Regions from separate parts of the Mus musculus genome. Here region 1 is linked to region 2. Evidence: chromatin contacts called from public Hi-C data. All regions are on one chromosome and are shown on one strand. Each heading gives the region's core, a stretch centred on a gene start, on an enhancer-like site or on the middle of the called end of the contact. The rest is flanking DNA. Distances are from core to core; before and after follow the strand shown.

The links. Hi-C and Micro-C count contacts between places; a contact is called where the count stands out from the background.
Region 1: a contact with region 2 is called in a Hi-C map of liver, with 3 times the contacts expected there. The contact joins the enhancer-like site here to the promoter of Agtr1a in region 2. A contact is called at or near these places in 1 of 39 promoter capture datasets (embryonic stem cells), 3 of 484 Hi-C or Micro-C datasets (liver and uterus), 2 of 115 datasets of contacts at active chromatin or transcription factors (the SCID.adh cell line and cardiomyocytes) and 1 of 9 other capture datasets (adipose tissue).

What each region holds. Positions count from the first base shown.
Region 1 is chr13:30,380,965-30,387,118 of GRCm38.p6, forward strand. It overlaps Agtr1a (angiotensin II receptor, type 1a), which reads left to right. Exons shown (of 3, transcript NM_177322.3): 3 at 1-1,903. The coding sequence ends at 1,069. Among named protein-coding and RNA genes, the nearest start is that of Agtr1a, 48 kb to the left of the region's middle. Within about 2 kb of position 4,442, at least 3 of the 459 cell types and tissues checked have an H3K27ac peak or open chromatin away from gene starts, as enhancers often do. A contact at or near this core is called in liver, where this site is marked.
Region 2 is chr13:30,334,739-30,340,162 of GRCm38.p6, forward strand. Agtr1a (angiotensin II receptor, type 1a) reads left to right here and starts at 1,618. Exons shown (of 3, transcript NM_177322.3): 1 at 1,618-1,851.

The DNA of each region.
Region 1 (6,154 bases), core at 3,192-5,691, 49 kb after region 2:
CTCTTCTACTGAAGATGGCATCAAAAGAATTCAAGATGACTGCCCCAGGGCTGGCAGGCACAGTTACATATTTGTCATGATCCCTACTCTCTACAGCATCATCTTTGTGGTGGGAATATTTGGAAACAGCTTGGTGGTGATCGTCATCTACTTTTACATGAAGCTGAAGACTGTGGCCAGTGTCTTTCTTCTAAATCTCGCCCTGGCTGACTTATGCTTTTTGCTGACTTTGCCCCTGTGGGCTGTCTATACCGCTATGGAATACCGCTGGCCCTTCGGCAATCACCTATGTAAGATCGCTTCGGCCAGCGTCAGTTTCAACCTCTACGCCAGCGTGTTCCTGCTCACGTGTCTCAGCATCGATCGCTACCTGGCCATTGTCCACCCGATGAAGTCTCGCCTCCGCCGCACGATGCTGGTGGCCAAAGTCACCTGCATCATCATCTGGCTGATGGCTGGCTTGGCCAGTTTGCCAGCCGTCATCCACCGAAATGTGTATTTCATTGAGAACACCAATATCACTGTTTGCGCTTTTCATTACGAGTCCCGGAATTCAACGCTCCCCATAGGACTGGGCCTAACCAAGAACATCCTGGGCTTCCTGTTCCCTTTCCTAATCATTCTTACCAGCTATACTCTTATATGGAAAGCTCTAAAGAAGGCTTATGAAATTCAGAAGAACAAGCCAAGAAATGATGACATCTTTAGGATAATTATGGCGATTGTGCTTTTCTTCTTCTTCTCCTGGGTCCCCCACCAAATATTCACATTCCTGGATGTGCTGATTCAGCTGGGCGTCATCCATGACTGTAAAATTGCCGACATCGTGGACACTGCCATGCCCATAACCATCTGCATAGCGTATTTTAACAACTGCCTGAACCCTCTGTTTTACGGCTTTCTGGGGAAAAAATTTAAAAAGTATTTCCTCCAGCTCCTGAAATATATTCCCCCAAAGGCCAAGTCGCACTCAAGCCTGTCTACGAAAATGAGCACGCTCTCCTACCGCCCCTCAGATAACATGAGCTCAGCCGCCAAAAAGCCTGCGTCTTGTTCTGAGGTGGAGTGACAGGTTCAAAGCTTGCTGGCAATGTAATGCCCTGACAGAAACCAGGGCAGCATCGGACTAAATGGCTCACGACCAAAGGACCAGTCCCCCCCCCCCCCTCAGGATCTAAGCAGAAAATGCGTTCAACAGACTGTAGATATTGTCTGAAGCTCTGAGAGAAAGCTTTGAAGAAGTAATTATGCAAAGCTGTCTTACATTAATAGATGATGGCTGCCCCAAGGACAAGTCAGGAGCTGGATGGATTTGTGGGTTTAAAACGGTTTGCTGGCAGACACGCAATCGCAGCGGTCTCCTTTTGATTTCCACACATAGGTATGTAGCATGTGCTAAATATTTAGACAAGAAACAAGAAATGGAAGTCGAGGTTACTTGTTCTGCTCAGTTCCCCAAGGGCAAGGAACCTTGTTTGTCCCTTTAGTCATTAGCAATGGAGACCCACGTGTCCCTGTTACTACACATACTTTGAAAAGATCTGCTAACCTGGAGTCATCAAGTTTCAGGAGCCCTTTGTAAAATTCAGCCAGTGTCTTAGAAACCTGTACTGTCCCCAAACAATGCCAGTTAGTGGTGTATTTATGTAGCAGTGTAAGCAAAGTTACACATCAAAGTTGCACTGCTTGTACCAACCGTGACATAGTAGGTATATCAGCTTTAGTTCACATCTGAGAAACATAAACAGTCGGTGGTGAATAGACTACATATCATACAATCTGCCTTGTTCTCTAAAAGTATATATCCTCCACATATATGTACATATGTATCTCTAAGCTGTCATTTGATGAAGTTTTGGCAATGTATGTTTACCTCTAAATAAAGTAATTTTATTGTAACGTATCTGATCTTTATTATTTAAAATAGAAGCCGATCTATTTTTTACAATGACTTGGATAGAAGTAAAAACACAAAACTACAAAAATGTATTTTTGCTTCCAGTTTCACTTGGCTGATGGTTTAATATGGCTAGATATAGGCTTTATATCCCACTGTTGAAAAGGCCAAGAAGGAACCAGCTTGGACCCCACAATGTGGGGAAAATACACCATTTTGAATTTTTTGAAGTTATTCATATAACACCAAAAATGTTTTCATTGCTCATAACATTAAATTAATACTTTTTTTACTCATAAGTTTTTAAATAATTGGATGCATCTAGTTATATGCATGATCACTGCAGGACATTTAGAAGCTCTGGAAAGCACAAAACAATAGTCATATTTAGTTCTTCAGTGCAAACACAAAAAACAAAAACAACAAAAACCCCCAAACATTCATTTCAGTATTTTAGGCCATAAATAGGAAACAGAGAGTGACTTAAAATGTCTGAAGTCTTCTGAAACCTCCAGGTCCACCCCAGTGACAGACATAGTTGCTTCACCAAGCATGTCATATCCACTAATCTCCCCCAGCACTGCTCAGCTACCAACTGGGGACCAAGTTTTCATACTCATCATACACATATGCATACATACATACATACATGCATGCATGCATGCATACATACATAATACATACATGTATGCATACATACATACATACACATATGCATGCATACATACATACATACATACATACATACATAAGTAAATTATGGTGCTGGAGTCATAATGTATATGCCATTCTGCATACAGACTTGTCCCTCAGTGTCATTGCATAGTGCTTAGTATACCATTAAATGCATTTCTTCAAACATTTCAGTACTGTTTTTTTGTTTGTTTGTTTTGGTTTGGTTTTTTTGTTGTTTTGTGTTGTTTTTGTTTTTTTGTTTTTTTTTGTTTTTTTGCTTTTTGTTTTTTGTTTTTGTTTTTGTTTGTTTTGTTTTGTTTTTGTTTTTTGTTTTTTGCTTTTTTGAGACAGGGTTTCTCTATGCAGCCCTGGCTGTCCTAGAACTCACTTTGTAGACCAGGCTAGCCTCGAACTCAGAAATCCCCCTGCCTCTGCCTCCCAAGTGCTGGGATTAAAGGCATGCGCCACCACTGTTACTGTTTCAAAATACAAGCACACCTGATATAATTAGGGAATCACCAAATTGGAACATGTACCATTCTTCTAAAAATACTTTTGGCACCAGAAATCACGCTGAGGTGCTCATAAGTGCATTAATCTGATAAACTCCTCTCACACCAAGAAAAAGTAGAACTGAGAATATGACTGTAAACATTTTTTTTCATATTCCCAATATGTGTGACCACATTTTTCAGAAAGCATAACACAATTTATATGCTACCAGTTATGTTTAGCTATAGCTCATGACAAGCTTAGAAGATAGGAGTTTACTTACTGTAAGAACCCAGGCGCCGTATGCTACTGCTGAGAACAAACTAGACCAAAATATTGCCAAGGGGCGGCTACCTATTCTTTACCTGGAAGCTTTCACTACCTTCACCCCAGGGATGCTGAGGTACCTATTCTGTTGCAATAAACTGTGTGCAAAGAGCTGAGTCATATGCAGAACAGCTGATAGATCCTATGGGCAAGGGGGTTGAAGACTATGTAAAATAGCCAATAGATGCTATAGACAGATCATTCAGAGACCTTGGTGGACAGGGCAAAACTTCCACCAAGAAATCATCTTAAGTCATATTCTTGGAAATAATTGTGGTTACATGTGCTTCCTTTAATTTTTTCTTGTTTTATTTTAGATTTCATTAATACAATGCTGGCTGCTTATTTCAATTTTTTCCCAAAAGGATTGTGTGATACTTTGAATGAGGTGTCTCTCATAGGTCTCAGGCATTGAAACACTTGGCTCCCAGTTGGTGGCCATCTGGGCGAGGGGGAAGGGTGAGGAGGTGTGGCCTTGCTGAAGCACTGTGTCACTGGAAGTGGGCTTTGGGGTTTCAGAAGACTCAAGCCATTTCAAGTCACACTCTGTGCTTCCTATTTATAGATGGAGATGTGAGCTCTCAGCTGCTGCTTTGAAACCATGCCTTCCTGTCTGCTCCCACGTTCCTCATCTGGGTGCTTATGGATTCTTATGCTTTAGAAATCCAAACCCTTAGATAAGCCTTTTCTTCTATAAGCTGTCTTGGCTGTGGTGTTTTATCACAGAAATAGAAATGTAGCTAATACAGATTTCTCCAAACATTAAATTCTACGTCATCTCTAATGAGATGCCATGATTTATCGTTCATGAACATATTTAAAGTAGGCACACTACTTGTCTTTGGAATATCTTCTAAGTATACAAAACCCAAAGACGTCCCATAAAGATTCCAGACACTCCATGAGATGCAGGAGCCACGGAACCCAAGTCTTATTTCTCCGTGAGCAAATCCATCGTTTTGGTTAATAATTCACTTATTGATCAATTCAGTAAATTATTTATGTGTACCTAGTCTGTGTTGGGACTAGAGAGTTGTGTAACTCACAGCTTCTAGTGTATAACAGGCCTTCCCATAGTTTATAAGGTAGTCAGGTAAGAGGAGGTTTGATTGACAAGCTGTAAAAGAGCTCAGAGTTTTCACATAATGTGTTTTTAGTTTCATTACTTTATACACTGCTGCATTTCCCCCACACCAACCTGAGGATCAAGAGGCGAGAAAGCCGGACCAAACAGGTGAGAAGAGAAGTAGAAGAATTGTGGCTGGGGAATTCCAGATGTGCATGAGGCAGAGAACAAAGTAAACCGGAAGAAAGTGAGAGAAGGAGATAGGAGGCTGGACGCAGCCAGTGACTGCCTCAGACTATGATTCTGACCTCATAGAGGACCACACACAGATGCCTGGGACCCCAGGGCCATGCTGGATTTAGGCCTAGACCAACAGGAGGAAGAGGAAGCCAAATATCAGGGATGGATATAAGCTATAAACAATGGTATGGTCATGACACAGTTGGACAATTTTGAATATTAAATATTTAAAATATTGAATATTAAACTCCCCTTTAATGCAGGAGGCACAGAGATTAGGAACACAAATGTAAATGAATAAGGAAATGATAAGGGTAGAGATATTCCAACCAATGATTAGAGTCGGGTTTTCAAATTTTTAATTTTACTTTTTCAGGTCCAATATGCACTTGCTGGTTAGAGGTTTGACTCAGTGGTAGGATGTTTGGTTAGTAGGTATAGGGCCCCTATTTCTGTTATGATTGCAAAAACCAGTATGAATAATTGCATCCACTTTTTTCTATCTGTGCAGTAGACTATTGCACTGTCCACTTCCTCCTCAAATGAACATTTTTTCATGCCATCTAAGGGCAGGACTGCTTCAGAATGAGCCATTTTTCTACCCAGCTACATCCCTAGGCTGCAAAATGGTTGCAGGTGTGACATGATCCATTGGCAGTTTTATAAGGACAATCAAAACAGGTGAGGAGGGAGAAAAGGACAAAGCTGCTATGAGGAGCTCAAACTTCTGCAACCTGCACTTGTATCCAAAAGAGCAGTGTGTACTGAAACATTCATGCTTATAGTGTAAACATAGTGATCTTTCTAGATAGTTCCTAGTGACATGAATATAGTAACTGGAGTTCATAACTATCTATCTCTCTATCTCTCTATCTATCTCTCTATCTATCTCTCTCTATCTCTCTATCTATCTATCTATCTATCTATCTATCTATCTATCTATCTATCTACATATCATCCCTATATCTATTATATGTGTGTGTATGTATGTGTATGTATATATATATATATATATATATATACATATATATATATATATACATATATATATATGTTTATAGTAGGTTATGGATCCTGCAGAAGTTTATACTTAAGTAAGTCACACCAAGGTTTTCACACAATGGCATATTTTCTTCATTGCTTCTTTCCTAAAAAATTCTCAGATTAAAGGTGGCAGTTAGGAAAGTATATGTTGAGGGTGGATGTCAGCTCAAACATGGCTCTTCATCAGTTTCTTGCAGAAGTCTGAGTCTTACAAAAACAAAAACAAAACAAAAACAAAAACAGATGAATATCTATGACTAGTTGTGGGTATATATTTTTTTTTCAAAATTATGCTTTTAGACTCTGATCTACAAATTTGGAAGAACTAAAGAGCTCTGGAAATTAGATCATTTAAGACTCATTTGCTCTGTGTGACTTCCTTGTAGATAAGTTCTTATCTCTTACAGTAATCT
Region 2 (5,424 bases), core at 368-2,867:
AATTGCAAAGATGCTTGAGAAGCAGGCAGCTAAAGGGGTCAAAAGGGGCCTCTATGGTAATGAGATAACCGCTGCTGGAGGTCTGCTGCTAAAAGTCAAGGTTTGAGCTGAGCCACTGGCAGAGGCTTTAGCAGCCAAGTGCAGGACTCAGCCCTGGAGACAGTTTCATGTCAGGTAGAGACACACAAGTGGGCATATGTGTCACTTCAAATAGAACAGCCACATCATAGCAGAGACTGAGCTAAGTTGAAGCCTCTAGGAGGGCTGGGCACTCTGTGACGCACACAGGGTGGAAAGATAGGGCTTCTTACCCCTGAAGCCTTAGGGCTTCTTCTCTTCATGGGGCTCAGGTGAGAGAGCTGCACCCTTTTCCAGTCTTGCCAGTCCAGTGTGCTGTCACTCCTGGTTTCCCAGATTTGATATTAACCTCGGCGTGTGTGGCTATAGTCTCCATTTACTTCGATTGTTTTTTAAGTAGCGGGGCATGGGGCGTGGGGTGGGGGTGGGGGCTTTCTGCCTTAAGAAATAAATTGTTAATCTATCTGTGCCATGTAGCTGGTGACAGGCAGATGATGTTTATGTGCACATCAAGGTGCGAATTCTACTTCTGCATTTTCACTTTAAGTGGAGTCAATGCTGCTTGTAAAATACAAACTCTGCAGTCGAAAGCCATTGTTTTGCACAATGTCGAGTAATTCAGAGCAGGGCACATCATGGTCTCAATACCTTTATTTTTCCACTGGATTTGAATCGCTAGCACTTCATTAGGATTTGCATCTCCATCCATAGAAGCTGTTAGTCTGAAGTTGGCTTGTACTGTGTTGCCTGAGTTTGGTATCAGAGTAATTCTGGCCTCGTGATACACTGCAGAATGTATTTCCCCTTTCCTTTCCTTTCCTTTCCTTTCCTTTCCTTTCCTTTCCTTTCCTTTCCTTTCCTTTCCTTTCCTTTCCTTTCCTCTCCTCTCCTCTCCTCTCCTCTCCTCTCCTCTCCTCTCCTCTCCTCTCCTTTCCTTTCTCTCTTTCTTTCCTTTCTCTCTTTCTTTCTTTTCTTCCTTCCTTTCTTCCTTCCTTCCTTCCTTTCTTTCTTTCTTTCTTTCTTTCTTTCTTTCTTTCTTTTTTTCTTTCTTTCTTTCTTTCTAATTTAGAATTGAGTTCATTTTGTTCTCAAATATTTTGTGCTATTTTTTTGGCAGTCTGTTTTTATTTTAAAATAAATGCAGCTTGAGCCACGTGTAAACTAGGAGGAACTGATAATCTTTTATTTTACAACTCTGAAATTAATCCATGCCATATGTAATCCACAGCACAGGCCTCAAATTTTGAGTCAGCCACAGCGAAGAAAGGGAGTTCCTTAATTCATCCTTAAAATTTTTCCAAGATTTTTTTTTTCTTCTTTCTAAGTGAAGCATTTATCTTGGAGTCAGTTCATGTGGCCTTACGCCCACCTCCCTCCATCTTCAACACTTCAGGCTGGGATGTGGGATTCAGGACCAGCTGAGCTTGGATCTGGAAGGGCACATCGGTGACTGGCAGCAGGGAAGACTCCGTCAGAAACTGGAGAGGGAGAGGGTTGGACAGAGGGTCTCGGGGCGGGGCGGGGCGGGGCGGGGCGAGGGAGGAGTGCAAAGCCTTAGGGTTGGAACCTGCGGAGTAGCAACGTCCCCCTAGGCTATAAATATGGAAGTGCCTCGCTGCTGATCGCCAGGCAGTTGGGAGGGACTGGATGATGCTGTCTGGCCGGAGAGGACTCGAGGCTTGAGTCCTGGTCCACGGGTCGCTGGGGTGGGTCGCTGGGGTGGCTGAAGCCAGTACCAGCTCTGCGGCTCTCCCAGCTCTGCTGCTCTCCCGGGTGAGTCCTAGCCCAGGCGTCCCGCCAGCGTGGTGATCAGGGGCGGGAGTGGGTAGGTTCCTTGTCACCACATCTGAATCTAGAGTACTGGGCACGGAGGACCCGGGGGACCCAGGGGAGCGAGCTCACTCCCGGCCAGCGGAATGAGCCTGGAGGGGGCTGCCCTTCACCGGATCAGGTGGGAGGAAAGTGCGCTCGTTTGCAGCGTGGTCCAAAGGAGTCATAATGTTTTGATCAAACTCTTCGAGTACAGGCTAGAAATCTACAGAAATGTGAGGCAAGCAAGTCAGTTTTCCGCCGTGCTTTTAAATAACTGTTGTATTTTAGCTGTGACCTGAATTTAACCGTAGCCTGTATGACCGCGGGGCCAAAATCTGAAGTTGTGCTACTTTGAGCTTAAGTTAAGATTGTCCCCAGCCTCACCTTTGTTTGCCAATGACCCTGCACTGCCTTCTCTCCTTCTTCTCAGTGCGGGTTCTACTAGTGGATCATCAGTATCACATAGATGGTAGTGGGGCCAAACGCCATAACCACAGGTGTTCCCAGCCAAGCTTTGATACTTCAGTCAGAAGTGGGGAGAAGCTGGTGGCTGCATCTCAGCAGGCTGTCTTGGCCTGTAGTCCTCACTGGATTTCAGTGGCTCCGATTCAGTACTGAAGCGAGCGAGCGAGAGCAGGGCTCTCCACTCTTCTACCTCATTTCACTTTCTTGAGAAACCTTTAGGCCAGTGTCTCCGCAACCTCAGACTATGGTGGTCTCCAGAAAATTTAAGCCAATCCTGCTCAAGACTTCACCTGCTCCCTGTCTTTGGTTAAGCACAGGAGAATAGGCTACGGGTGTCCATGTTTGCCCATGTCCTTAAGCATAAAGACCCACCATCAACTCCAGGGAGACGTCTTTTTTTTTTTTTTTTTTTTTTTCAGGAAAATTTGGGCACTCTGTGTGCCCTGAGGTCTCATTTGGAAGTCGACAACATTAATTTCCTCCTGTGTCGTTCCAGGAAAAGAGAGAGAGAGAGAGAGAGAGAGAGAGAGAGAGAGAGAGAGAGAGCAGCCTCACAGCCTGCTCTCTGCAGTCAGTAATCATTGTTTCCCTTTTCAAGGTACTTCATTCCTAAAGCGATTTTCTTGAGAGTTACCGCCACCGAGTCCCTGTATTTATTGCCCCTAAGCAAAAGCCTTAACCCACTTTACAAATATAAGGACTCCAAGAAGCTTGTTTTAGTGTTTTATCTCCTTGGTTTAACCACAAACAAACAAACACTACCTGTCCTGTTTGCTTATCTCGGAAGTCTTTTTGGAGCCATTAAGGCCCCACTTGGACGGTCACTTCTCCATCAATTTCCTGCTAATGCCCAGGAACCCTCCTTGTTCTTACCCTGAATTAGCTGCGCGATATTAAGAGTGCTTTTATTTATCTAACAATTCTGAGTCTCTGGTCACTGCACAGAAGGTCTCTTACAGTCTTTTAAAACCTCGATACTTTCTGGTTTTTGGTTATTGCTGACTACATAAAAGTCTAGACTGGTTACCTTATTATCCCATGATAAAAGTCTTCGAAACTGTTAACATCTCTGGTTAAATGTTTCTTAGTGAGAGGTCCACAGGTCTATCCTCAAATCACAGGTGACAATTCCTATAATGTATGATATATACTGCTTGAGGTTTAGGGAGGGGCCTCAAGTTGTAAGGTGTTAAAATTGACTGACTTTTCTGAGCCCTTCTTCTCTTCCTGGATGCCTTGTTTTTGTTGGTGGTGTTGGCTTATTTTCCCCTTTACAAGGTTTTAATTTCTAGTTTTACTCTTCCTTGGAACTCAGAGAACATCTAACTAACTAACTAACTAACTAACTAACTAACTAACTCTGCATCCACCACCTTAGAAGAGAGTGGGTTTTCTCTTATGTGAAAACCTGTTATCCAGAGATTTACAAAATGTTTGCCCATCACAGTATCTGAGTGAGGCTTGCTGAGCTCCGGTCATCTTGCCTTACCCTGGTCAGTGTAGGAAGGACACACTATGTGCCGTTCAGCTTTCTTCATTTTCTTCGTCTCCTGTCTCGTTTGGGGGGAGAATTGTCCCCTTTACTTCAGAGCATATTTTTGCTGCCTTTGACTGCTGCTACTTATGACTGTGTGGATCTTGTGTTACTAATTAACAGTAATAACTAATTTTGCTTGTGACAAGGAAAAGAAAAGTTTAATGTTATACTTATCCCAGCGTGGAGTAAGTATTTGCCAGCAAGGACTTTGAAGCATAGTTTGAATTACAGATGTGTGGCTTCTCTGTGCTCTCATGATGCCTTTTCCAAGCAGAGAGTTGAGAGCTGCTATATTTTGTTCTCAAATCTGTTCTAGGGACAGAGATCGAATTCCTTTCCCATTTGCACGTTTTGGCTTCCCAGCCCAGGCTGTTGTCCTTGAGCCTTTTATTTATCCCTGTACCTGATCCTTTCCCTGAATTTTAGGTTCTAAAAAGCAACTTCTTAATGACTTGATACCTACAGTTACTTTTAACCAGTAGTACCTAAGTGGTAGAAGATAATATTCAAATGATTTGGCAAGTGACTACTATTAAACCATTAACGACTCTAAAATATAGTGTTTCCCTTCCAGAAAAGGAATCCAAAGTGGTATAAATAAGTTTCATTAGAGTTATCACTTTAACATAAAATCTGACAAATGGGAATTCAAAAACAAAGTCTATATTTAGAACATTCATAGAGATGACAAATGGACATTGCTGTATTACCATGAAATATTTGCTGATTTTTAATTCTTTTCATAGCAGATATTCAGAAAAGAAAAATTCCTTTGCATATGAAAAATGAACTAGTGTTTCTTTTTTTTAATAACAAAGAGGTTCATGTGGTTTGAGGGCTGTAGGATTGCTTTTCTTTTTTTCCCTACTTTATTCTTATAGGTCGATTTAGAAGCACTTACTTTAATTTGCTTTTATTCTGGCTCCTCGATAGGTGCTTCCTCTAAAGGTCTTAAGTAGAATTGAGTGTTTAGAACCTGCTAGCTACTGTTATAACTCCCACACCCAAGAACATTTTCAAGGGTTTTGAAGCTCTTAGGCTCTGTTATGTTTATCATATTTAAAAGTTGGGGAAACAGATGAGCACCGAGACCTCACTGCTTCTATGGCGGCACGTCTTTCCTAACTCTGGATGTGTTCCCAATTTTAGCTCACATGATTAATGGTCCTTTAGTTTAGATCAACGAACTTCTTACTCATTTTGTATACATAGAAGACACCGTGATCTTCACCAAGAGGTAAAAGTCTCTTTAGGTCAGTGAACTTAACTATTTGTCTCAGTTAACTGCAGGCCAAGAATATTGAAAACACATGCATGTGGCTACGTGCTCGCTTATAAAGAGACTCACTGCTTGCTAGTTAACTCTCTGAGTTGCTTAGCTATTCACTTGTTTTCTATGAACCAGAGATCATACCCTGCTTTAAGACATGAAGACTTGTCTGTGAAATCGGCAGCAGCAGCAGCAGGTTCTTGCAAAAGCAATTACACGGAGCAGAGTGACGTTCAGCCCTTGAGGACACGTCAAAGCATAA